2 separate regions of the Mus musculus genome follow, and region 2 is linked to region 1. A link is a contact called in public Hi-C data. All regions are on one chromosome and are shown on one strand. The core of a region is the stretch at or near the end of the contact, and the rest is flanking DNA. Distances in the headings are between cores, read along the strand shown. Region 1 overlaps Fam120b (family with sequence similarity 120, member B). Region 2 has its middle 16 kb from the start of Gm35455.

Evidence for each region. Hi-C and Micro-C count contacts between places; a contact is called where the count stands out from the background.
Region 2: a Hi-C map of liver shows a contact between it and region 1, with 1.6 times the contacts expected there. The contact joins two enhancer-like sites. A contact is called at or near these places in 1 of 15 datasets of contacts at CTCF or cohesin (the NIH/3T3 cell line), 1 of 484 Hi-C or Micro-C datasets (liver) and 2 of 9 other capture datasets (embryonic stem cells and embryonic trunk).

Annotation. Positions count from the first base shown.
Region 1 is chr17:15,428,484-15,434,036 of GRCm38.p6, reverse strand. Fam120b (family with sequence similarity 120, member B) reads right to left here. Exons shown (of 11, transcript NM_024203.3): 10 at 2,409-2,460; 11 at 456-2,270. The coding sequence ends at 2,420. It overlaps Gm49668 (a long non-coding RNA gene), which reads left to right. Exons shown (of 3, transcript XR_003952352.1): 2 at 2,196-2,297. Among named protein-coding and RNA genes, the nearest start is that of Gm49668, 4.9 kb to the left of the region's middle. Within about 2 kb of position 2,271, at least 71 of the 459 cell types and tissues checked have an H3K27ac peak or open chromatin away from gene starts, as enhancers often do. A contact at or near this core is called in liver, where this site is marked.
Region 2 is chr17:15,132,930-15,138,482 of GRCm38.p6, reverse strand. No RefSeq gene overlaps it. Among named protein-coding and RNA genes, the nearest start is that of Gm35455, 16 kb to the left of the region's middle. Within about 2 kb of position 3,027, at least 2 of the 459 cell types and tissues checked have an H3K27ac peak or open chromatin away from gene starts, as enhancers often do. A contact at or near this core is called in liver, where this site is marked.

The DNA of each region.
Region 1 (5,553 bases), core at 1,022-3,521:
CAGATAATATATCGTTTTCTAAGCAAGAAAAGGCAGTGTGCCTTTTCTTTGTCTTACTCAGAGGCCTGTCACTTTCCTTGTAACAGTCAGTCTATTGCTTGCCGGTTTATTTGCTTTTACAGTTCAGAACTGCTTAGTGGCACCTGCAAATTTCACAGATTTCTTTGCCCAATGCTGGGTCATACAGTCTCTGCGTTCCATGGGATGGAGCTTCAAGCTGAGCACACCCATTTCCTCTTAGAAAGGATATATGGGTCAAATTTTTGATTCCTGAAATTGTGTTGATTTTTTCCCCTACTCTAGGAACACTGATTATAGGATTCTGGACTCAACATTATTTTTCTCTAATGGGATACGCCTGCTGAAAAAGGCTTGACATAAAAGGCAGATATCATGCAGAGGGCTGTCTGGGCCACAGAACAGGACTTTGTCTTAAAGAAAAAAAAAGTGAAGTATGAGTTTAAAAATGTATTTTTATTTTATTGTATATGTGGAAATTCTATCCCAAGACTTGACTGGGAAACAGCGTAAGCAATGCTGTCACTGGGAAAGCTCTAAAGGTGATAAATATTCCATCAACACAGTGGCCTATTTAAACTTGTGACTGACGTACTCATGCATTTTATTGACAAGTGTCAGGATGCAGTTTCCATGACGGAAAACAACTTTCATAGAAATAGACTTTCAACTTAAGAGATCAGAATCTGAATTAAAAGTTACACAAGTAGACAGCAAGGAAACAGGATTTCTAACGGCAGCAGTGTTTGAAGAGGACGGTATTCGAGGGAAGGACCAGAAGAGCCAAACTAGGCAGCAAAGTCATGGCAGCTACAAGCTCTGCAGACACACTATGCTTAAGTCCTGCAGGAGCAGAAGGAAGCTGAACAAATACAACCATGTTCAAATGCAGGCGAGATACCTTTCTGGTAAACACAAGAATCTCAAGGAGAAACGCAAGGCCTCTCTCTGCACAGCATGGTTGAGCCAGTGGTCTGGAAAACTGTCAGCGTAAAGGTGACAAGGTACATTTTTAGAAGCGTTATTAAAATCTTAGACAGGAGCACTGAAAGGATACATCTTCCAGTGACCAAAGTGCTTGCATCTCCTGACGGAACTCAGTGTCCCCAGAGATACGGCAGGGCCATAAGGGCCCTGGACAGGCACAGATACTCTTGGATCCCCAGTGGAGATGGATAAGAACCTCAAAGAGGATCTTACTTTTTAAGCTTAACCCACTATGCTTCTTTTAAAAAAAAAAATTCTTTTTTTTTTTAAACTTATTTATTTCATCTTTATGGGTGTTTTGCCTGTGTGCATGTCTGGGCATCACTGTGTGTCTGCCTCTCACAGAGGCCAGAAGAGGCTTTCGATCCCCTGGAACTGGAGTTTCAGACAGTTAGTTGTGAGCCACCGTGTGGGTGAGGGGAATCTGGAAGAGCAGACCCTGTTCTTAACCGCTGAGCCAGGTTTCCTCCAAGCAGAACCAACTCGCCCACAAGAGAGCAAGAATTTATTTAGTTGCTTTTTTTTTTCTATCCAAATACTTTGTGGATCAAGAAAAAAAAATAGATGAATACTTACTTTTGTTAGATTTTCTAATGAAAAAGTAATTTCTGACAGATTGCATAGCTATTAGATATCATGGTTGGTGGTCTGAATGAGAATGGCCCCATAAGCTAGTATGTTTGAAAGCTTGGTCTCCAGTTGGTGGGAAGGACTAGGAGGAGTGGCCTTACTGGAGGAGGTGTGGCTTTGCTGATGGAGGTGTGTCACTTGGGGGGTGGGCTTTGAAGTTTCAAAACCCTGAGCCATTCCCAGTTGGCTCGTCCTCGCCTGGCTCCTGTCACATACCCCAACATGATGGTCCGAGGCTCTACCACCCTATGGAACTCTAAGACCCAAATCAAATGCTCTCTTCTGTAAGTTGCTTTGTTCACAGTGCCTTTTCACAGTAACAGGAAAATAAGAAGACATCATGAGTTCAAAGACTAATGACTTGAGGAAACATTTTCACAATTTAATAGTAAGAAAATGTTTGGAGTTAGACTCCTGCTAAGGTCAGGAGAGCATTCTCAATGATAGTGTCAAGTGTTCTGGATCATGGAGTCAGGAGCAACCTCTGAAACAAACCAATGGGATATTTTTATAGTTTGTGTAGGAGAAACCTCTGAAAAGCAATTTTCCTTCCTTTAAAGGGTTGCCCCAGTTGCTGTCCTTGTTGCTGAGACCGGAGGGCAGAGTCTGGACATTGATCCTGTTTCCACACTCTTCTGGAAGAAGCAAACATCTTCGATTAGGTTGGTAGATCCCAATCGGGAAGCTGGCCCATGTGACATATTAACCACTTGGCCCTCAGCTTTAAAGACAGAACATCTACTGGTTCACTGAGAGGCTGGGAAGTACTTTACCTGTACAGCATCTAGTATCTTCTCCAGTGGTTACGCTCATGCTGTCTGCCCCCTGTACCAAACAGAGATGAACACCAGAGTAAGAAGAAATGTCTCCACACACCAACTCAAAGAAGCGGCATGGCTCTAAGCACACATAAAGACGAATTGCTGAGCTGTACTGGAAGACAGAACATTTTTCAGTTGTGACCACCTGTCATTAAATTTTGCTCTATAATTATTCCATTAGAGTGGAAGCAATTAATTAGGAGGCATTGCTATTAGTAGAAGGAAACTGTCAAAATTGTTTCTCTTGGTGCCAGTTCTGACCATCTGCAGGACATCTAGATGTTTATTACTGCTAATGACTTTGGAAATGGAAATTCATATGCAGATGGCTCTCAGAGGACTTCCTGCCAAGCACAGAAAAAGCGACGTGTGGCTTTTCCAGGGCTGAGCACACAAGTGCCCCAACCCCACAGTGTAGCTGGCCACTTCCTGCCTCTGACAGACACGGGGGGTTGGGAAGGGGCTTGGAGCAGAACTAGCCTTGAAGGAAACAGAGTTTCCACATCTTAAAAACAACCCTTTTTTGGTTGGGCATGGTGGAACTCAGGACTCTCAGGCAGGTGGATCTCTGTGAGTCCCAGGCAGGATAATGCCACATAGTGAGATCCTGTCTCAACACCACCACCACGCTTTTCTGTAAGTCTTGCTCTGGGCTTTCTTTGGTACCTGGAAGTGATGGCTTTAGCATGCACTGCCTAATGACCCCTAAAGTGTGAGGGTGACAACCCAAACAGGTGTCCAGATGAACACAACCTTCAGCACCCCTGCCATCGAAGCTCTCACCCCTGTGGTTTCCTAGTGTGCAGGCCCCTCTCAGTCACCCTGAGAAGAGGGAGAGTGAAGAGTCTCATGAAGTTTACAGCTCTTAGTGGAATGTAACACATTTCTCCTCACCAGCTGGGCTGAATGATAGCCAGGGGCAGGCCAAAGCTTCAACTCAGGCGCCATTTGTTCACAGGGTGACTGAATCGGCCCTAGACTTTGATGTTGGCTACCTGTGGGGTGTACCCCACCCCATCTGCCAGGCCATAGTCCCTGCAGTGACCCTGACGGCTCACATTCACGAAGTTATGTTATTATTGCATGTTGTGAACGTGTGGCGACTATGCCCATGATGAACACTGCCAATTTGAACATAAGCATTTTGAGCCTTTTCTAACATGAAGAGTTTTGTCTATTTTTTTTTCTAATCTTGAAATAGTAACACCTTTCTACTTTATATGTTGTAGAGATGAAAAGTATTAAAGTTAGGAAAACCCCACTAGGAAAATGTGCTGGCCCAAAACACAAGCCCAGTCATGTCACCAAAAAAGTAGATTGCTTCATCTTTAAAACAACAACAAAAAGCTCCAATTAAGGACCAACTGTACAAAAGAGCACATAAGCAAACTGTGACACAGCAGTAGCAGCAGGTGGCCTGTGGACTTTCTTCCACACGGGCAAGGTGCCAAGGAAGCTCTGTCCTTGCACACACACTGCCCCTAGCTGCTTCTAGACTCACCTCTAGCCATTGAGTCTGACATCAATCCAGCACAAGGCCACTCAAACTGGCCTTTTTGTCTCAGGTCCCTAGAACTTTTTCTAACCCAACCTTCACAATCAGGACTGTGATTCTGTTTCTATTATAAGCCCCCCCCCCCCCCCCCCGCCAATAAAGTTGCAATGTCCTTCAAAGTTCCAAATCTCAAACCAGGGCCCAATGTCTATGTAGTTTTTTGGGCCTTAACTAATGTGGCCAGTGCCACATTTCAAATGGGATTCTCTGGTCCTGAAGCTAGATAATACTCCCAATGTGTCACGTTTAATGTGGCCACATAGGTGGAGGGTAGCAGCCACTCCTGGAAATTTCCAGCCTGTGAATCGGCCAGTTGTGTAAAGAGATTTGCGCTCCTGTTCATTCACTCATTGGACAGGATCTGTGTGCCCCGCCCCCAGGGCTGCACATCTGGAACTGTGATGATGACCTCATACTGTTCTTTTCTGGGTCAGAAGAACTGCTTATTGGTTTTGACTATGTGGCCTTTTCTTTATATGTATAAACAAAGGCTTTAAGACGTGTGTGTCAGAAGTGAAATATCAAAGCCTTGGTCGTTATGGATGTGGTCACTGGATTTAGAACAATAACACTAGGGCATCTGATGGGAAGTGCGACATCACTCACTGAGTCCAGGAGTAAGACCTGCGTTTTTACTGCTCTATGGAACTGAAGAACCACCCAACATGCATGCATCTAACATGCATGCAAAGTGAACCAATGCAGAGTGCATACAATCAGCCTGTTTCATTAAGCTGGTGAGTTCCAGGGTTCCAAAAAGGCATGACAATGCTGGGCTACAGGACTGTGGCCCAGAATGCAGATAAAGGGCCAGGAAATAGCCTCATGTAGGATACTGAGGACATAAGAGTCCATGGCTCAGGGAGGACCAAGTCCTGAAGGTGCAAAAGATCCAGAAAGAAGTGTATCTTCCCAGGCCAGGCCACGGCTGAGACCATTGATGTGTGTGCGAAAGCTGCAGACCAGCTGGGTTGAAAACTAGGAAATCAGAAGATGTGTGACATGCATATAAAGAACTAGAAGAGTGGTGGCTGCTGCCCTGGGTTCTTCATTATGCTCCCAGTCCTCCTTGGTGCTTTTACAAACATGAATGGAGCAGTGCCCTTGAAGACACCTACAGCTTGGATAGGATTACCTCTGAGGAGCTAGCTGTTCTGGGGACCACTGACGACCAGCCTTCCAGCTCACCCATGGGAATTCTCATCTTAGAATTCTGACTTCTCCTGACCTGTGGTTTCCTTCTCAGGGACAGGCCCAGCAGGTTACCACCGTTCTGTCACCTCAGTCTTACTGCCCTAAGACCTGTATCCACCCTACATGTGGCTAAAGGCTGCTGGCCTTATATCACTGGCCACAAGGATACTGTCACATGCATCCTGGTGCCATGAAGATAGGAGTGGGACAGATGCCATGACGTCTCTAGGCTATTGGAAATGCTGAGTGATGTGGGATCCAGGATGGACAGACCTCTGGCAGAGACTCAGGACTCAGAGAACATCTGTCCTAGGGAGCAACTGTATTATTTTCATCTATGATGACATG
Region 2 (5,553 bases), core at 1,778-4,277, 300 kb after region 1:
CGATAGCCTCTTTAAATTGCTCTGTGGACTATGAAGTTCTTATCCAAGTTCCAACAGGCTTTCTCATAAAAATTAGAAAAATGGTCCTCCAGCTTGTGTGGAAAAATGAAATGACAAACATGTTTAATATCCTGAAGGTAAGGTTGACTGCATAATGACCAAGGACTACAAATGTCCTTTACACCAGGGCAAAGGGACAAGGACAGGTGCAGCCAGTGCTCAGTGCTCTGCAGCTCCATGGGTGAGGTGTCCCTGTCACCACCTGTCCCCCGTATATTAGCCACAGAGCGGTCCAGTCCCTGAGTAAGAAAGGCCTTAGAATTGAGGGCATACGGCAAATTCTGAATTCTGCTAGAAGCCACTCTAACCTGTGAGGGATGCTAAAGGAACCAGAGGACTGGGCTCCTGCAGCCAGACAGCTGAAACTTAATGGCTGCAACTTCCCGCTGTTCAGAGAAGAAAACCATCTTAGTGTGAACTGGTCAACCAGTGGTCACCATAGAGAAAGCAAGCTTCGAGCCACAGTCCTGAGTCCTAGCTCTGCAGCAGCCCCTCTCACAATCCCCACAATTCAAGCAACCACCACCACCCCGTGCTCACTGTGGCTTTGCAGGTGCAGGGGCTTGTGCACCCTCAGTGCCAGCCAGGAGCTTCCAGGCCTGACCCCCTCCCTTCCTGGTGCTGGCATAGTGTCAGCTCCCCGCTGTTTCCTGCCTCCCTCCTGTTAGGAAACCAGTCTCACCCAAAGGCAGTGACCTCACTCTGCCCCGGCACCACCATCGCCTTGGCAGAGAACCCTCTCCTTTGACATTGTCTTTATCGCAGCAGGCAGAGGGGGAGGGACCCTCAATTCCCTTCCTTCCCCACTCCCCACCCTGTCCTCCCAGTCACCAGCCAGAATGTAGATGGCAGCAATCACTCTGACTCATTCTCTTGGTCCCCACCCCCTAGCCTCTACTCCTATGCCCACACCAGGACCAACAACCGCAGTACTCAATTTCCCTTGAAAAAAAAAAGGAACCTCAGCAAACTCCAATCCTGATACAAGTGACCTGCCTTTCCTACGCTTCAATACAGCCTTGTTGCCCATACCCTATGTGTTCACACACACACACACACACACACACACACACACACACACACACACACACTGTGGCCTCCATTCAGACTTGTTCATCAGGACATCTAAACATGTCAGTATCACAGAGGTCACAGAGGAAACACATGGAAAACAATGTCTTCTTTAGTGTGTGTGTGTGTGTGTGTGTGTGTGTGTGTGTGTGTGTGTGTGTGATGTGTGATGCACCTGCATATGTGAGTAAGTGTATGTAGAGTACACATATATGTGTGTAGCTTGTCTGTGTGATGTGATTACACAAGATTTCATGTATGTCTTTGTATGCAGGTAAATGCACTATACCCATGTCTCTGTATGCTTATGTCTATGTGCATGCCTGTATGGATGTAAGCCTGCATGTGCAAGCGACATATTTCTTCTAAGCACTGAGTAGTAGCCATTTTCTCCTTGGCAGTAGGACTCATTACAAGTCCTGGGGGCACGGCGGGGCTCCTTGGGAAGGCAGACATGCTCCAAGGATGAAGCCTAAGGAAAGTTGCACATTGCCTGGACAAGCTGGGCTGTGAACTGTACGTTCAGGTCTCAGGCTTACCTTGGGCAATGGCTGGGTCACTGTTGCATGTGATGAAGGGCCTGGCAGCCATTTAGACTTTGAGGGTAGCCTGGAAGATTTTTTTTTTCTCCAAGATGTCAACTAAGATATATCTCCCATCTACTAAAACAGCATTGTCTGTCTAGAATCAAGGATACCAGTGGCCAAGCAAGCTCTTCCCACTTACCTATAACTAACAGAGCACCTTTGTGGGCCCTAGGACCTTCTCCTCTGCCAGCTTCCTGTCTGTGGGACAGCTAGCTCACTGGCTCCAGCCTGGACTTGGGCAGCTTCCCAGAGTGTGTCTTCCTAACCCTGGGTGTGCAATAGGAAGATTGCTTAGAACTAGGGATTAGCAGCTCTGCACCTTCCCAGGAGCCATCACAGATGGTGGCTTGTCAATAGACCTTTTCTGTAGACATCTTTCACAGGGCCACCTTCCTTCGGAATGGAGGAATGCTGAGGACCCAATGGGTGGCCCTATTCCCTGGGCCAGAGAACAGATTTCCCAGAGTCCCTGACTTTCTCACAGGCCCATCTGCTCTACCGTTTCCATCTAGAAACACTCTCAACACTCAGACCAACTCCGACCTGCCTTCTTTGTGGGCCCAGTGAATTAACCATATGGAAGGACTGGGTACAACCCACACTCAGTCATGTAGGACCAAAAGATACTGGATGCAGAAATGGCTGACCAGTGGATGTCCTCACTCAGAGCTGGGGTGGGGAGGTGCTTTCATGGGTCCACATGTCCACATGGCAGACCTAGATCCTGGAGGACGCTCTAACCAATCCTCACTGTTCAGTCAGACACACAGTTTCCCCCGTGAAGCCTCTTATCTGCTCATTAAAACACAGGCAACTCGCAGAGACCTTGCTTTGTAAAGCATATGCCTGCTGTTCTGACCCCACCGAATCCAACAGCAGAGGTCCCATCCCAGCGGAAGGCACAGTGCAAGTTCTTGGTGTTTATTTTGTTTCCTTTTGCGATAGGGTCTTAACGTGTTGCCCAAGCTGATGTCAAACTCTTGAGTTCAAACCATCCCCTTGCCTCAGCTTCTGGAGTACCTGGGGGCATGGTCACCTGACAGAGGCCTAATATTTGCTCTTCTGTAGTTAGCTCTTCTTTCCTTTCTCCCTTTTTCCCTCCGTCCCTCCCTTCCTTCCTTTCTTTTTCTGAATGAGGCAAATATAAATTATCAATGTCTTATATGTTCATTGCTAACAAGCCCTGCTAGATGTTTCTGGCCCCTTAGGTTCTACAATCCATAAGCGCTGGCTTCTCATTCGCTACTCCTGGCCACTTCCCTTGCGAACGAAGCTGTTCCCTGACTGCACCTGGACACTACCCAGGAAAGTGTCCAGCACACAGAACGGGCCCAAAGGTGAGCCAGGAGTGGCTGAGTGTGCACTCGGGGTCTTGGCTTCCTGTTTAGGTCTTTTATTCCCTGGGTTGAGAAATAACCACTTTCCCACCAAAATTCCTGCAGACCCCTGTGTCATGAGACATTCAGGCCATGGCTGCTGAGGGCCTTCCTTCCCCTGCAGCATTCTTCATACTTTTTTTTCCCATTGGATAGTTTCTCAGGTTTCTCCCTGCCCAGCACAGGATGACCAGAAGTAGCCCCAAGTGAGGCGGATCACATCAAAGAGTATTTGTCTTGGTTTGCGGCCTGTTTGGGTCCACACCAAGATAAACTGCACTTTTGCCTGAGCTGATAACAAACAGCTGCATCTCAGTTACTTCTGCTGAGGGATACAGCGTGTTCAGATCTGGGCTTGTCTGCCTGCTCTGAATCAGCACATCATTGACTGGGGCTCGATCCCAGAACAACTGTGTCGCTGGACAAGGTGTCACAAACACTGTGTCACAGCATTGATGGGTGGTTTTCATGTCAGGTGCTCAGCATGAATTGGGCAGGCTTTCTGCCTCCCATACTGTGTGCCAGGCCCTACTACTGTGAAACCCATTATACAGATAAGAACAATGAGGCATTGAGAGTTCACGTTGCATGCTCACATCTGAGGCTGGAAAGGGCAGAGCCTGGAGCCTGGAACTCAAACATGATCTAACCCCTCAGAAAGCCTGTTACAGTGAAGTCTGTGACTAGGACTCCAGGTTCCCCAAATCCACACTCCGCCATCACTGATGTGTGCCACCCAACACTTGCCATGCTCCTGTAACATGGCTGGCTTCTATCAGTGCAGTCTGGATCAGGGTCAGCTCCCCTGGTCCTCTATAGCATGCAGACAACCCAAGTAACACATTGAAACTTTCCTCACAGAGGGAAAGTGTTGTGGGGGAGACAGCATTGACGGGAAGTGACAATGGAAAGAGCGTCACTCTGCCCTTTGAAAGAAATTGAAGATAAACCCCGCCAACATGTGCAAGCCGCTGTGAGTCAAAGCCACTGGCCAAAGCCATCTCAGACACAGAAAGCCAAGCTCAGAATAGTGTGACCTAGAGTTCATGTTAAAGAATTTTATATAAAATTTACATATATCTTGATTCCAAATAGTCAAGATTCAAGAAGCCACGCCTTTTCTTCTTTCATGCATAAACGAGCCTGGCCTGGAAGGAGCAGAGAGCGCCCATAAAACCTCTGTATCTCATACCTGAGACCGTGTATCCAACTGTTCCTAACCATCTCTGACGTGGCATTACTTGTTTATAGTCTCTGTTGCTGCACAATGCTTTGCCACAGATGACTCATGAAGTTAATATCACCTGTATCCCTTCTGTTATGAGCAGTGTCCAGATGAGGACATTCTGTCTTGCAAGAAGGTCCTTAAGCAGGAAGGCAAACAACTCAGAATAGCTTCAGGAAGTCCATGAAACTGACTAGATTCATTATGCTCCTCCCTGCCAGAATCCATAATAAAACTTGACAGTTCCTCTCAGACAGAGGGAAGGCAAATTGCAAAGAAGATTTTCAGACCTGACCAGTTTCCTGGAAGGAGCAAAAACCAGGTGAGCTGCCTGGAAGAGGTTTAGACCAAGTGAGACAACCTGAAAAGGATGCCCTCCAACTTGTTGAGCTGCCTTCAGGCTTTGTAGTATGCTCCAGATCCCCAGCTTTGTGAGCTGTCACCTATAGTGGGGTGGGTTTCAATGATGCAGCTGTCGTTGAGTCATTTCTGCTCCTGTAAGTAACCTCTCATTCATATTCCTATAAGTGACCCCAATAGAACTCATTGGATCATCCCCCTGGTAATGGGCAAAAAGACACCTTGGTGGTGGTGGTGGTGGTGGTGGTGTTCTTACACAAGTCAAGGGCAGAGCAGATGGTGGTTCCTTGTTCTTCCTAACTTGATGCCCGGCAACACAGTGGAGCTGACCCTCATGGTGAAGGCATGGGTGATCCAGTTCTGATGGTGTGAGAGCAGGAGAGCTGACCCTGCATCCTGCCAATGGCCAGCATTTGGTCGCTTAGCCAGAGCAGTGCTGGAGATCTTGCCCTGGTGGTGCAGATAAGGGAGAGCTTGTGGGCTGACCCGCTCAGCTACCACCCAGGCCCAGATCCAAGGCTCTAAGTTGGCCCACCCCAAAATCTACATTTGAACTATTGGGGCGCAAGGGACCTTTCTGCTGATCCAAAGCTGCAGGATCTCCGTGACACAGGGCAACAACAGGACAGCCAGGAGGAGTCTCAGTGAGGATCTACTATTGATGGTGTCACAGAATCCAGAGATCTTGAACCAAATGAAACATCTGAAAGTGAAGATGTGTGGACAGAGGGATATACTGTGGGGCACACGGAGACACACTACAGCTTCCACAAGGAGATGTTTCCTATGCTTTGTTTCTTGTTTATTTTGTTTACTTGTGTGTGTGTGTGTGTTTATTTTGGGGGGATGGTTTACAAGGGTGAAGGATAGATAT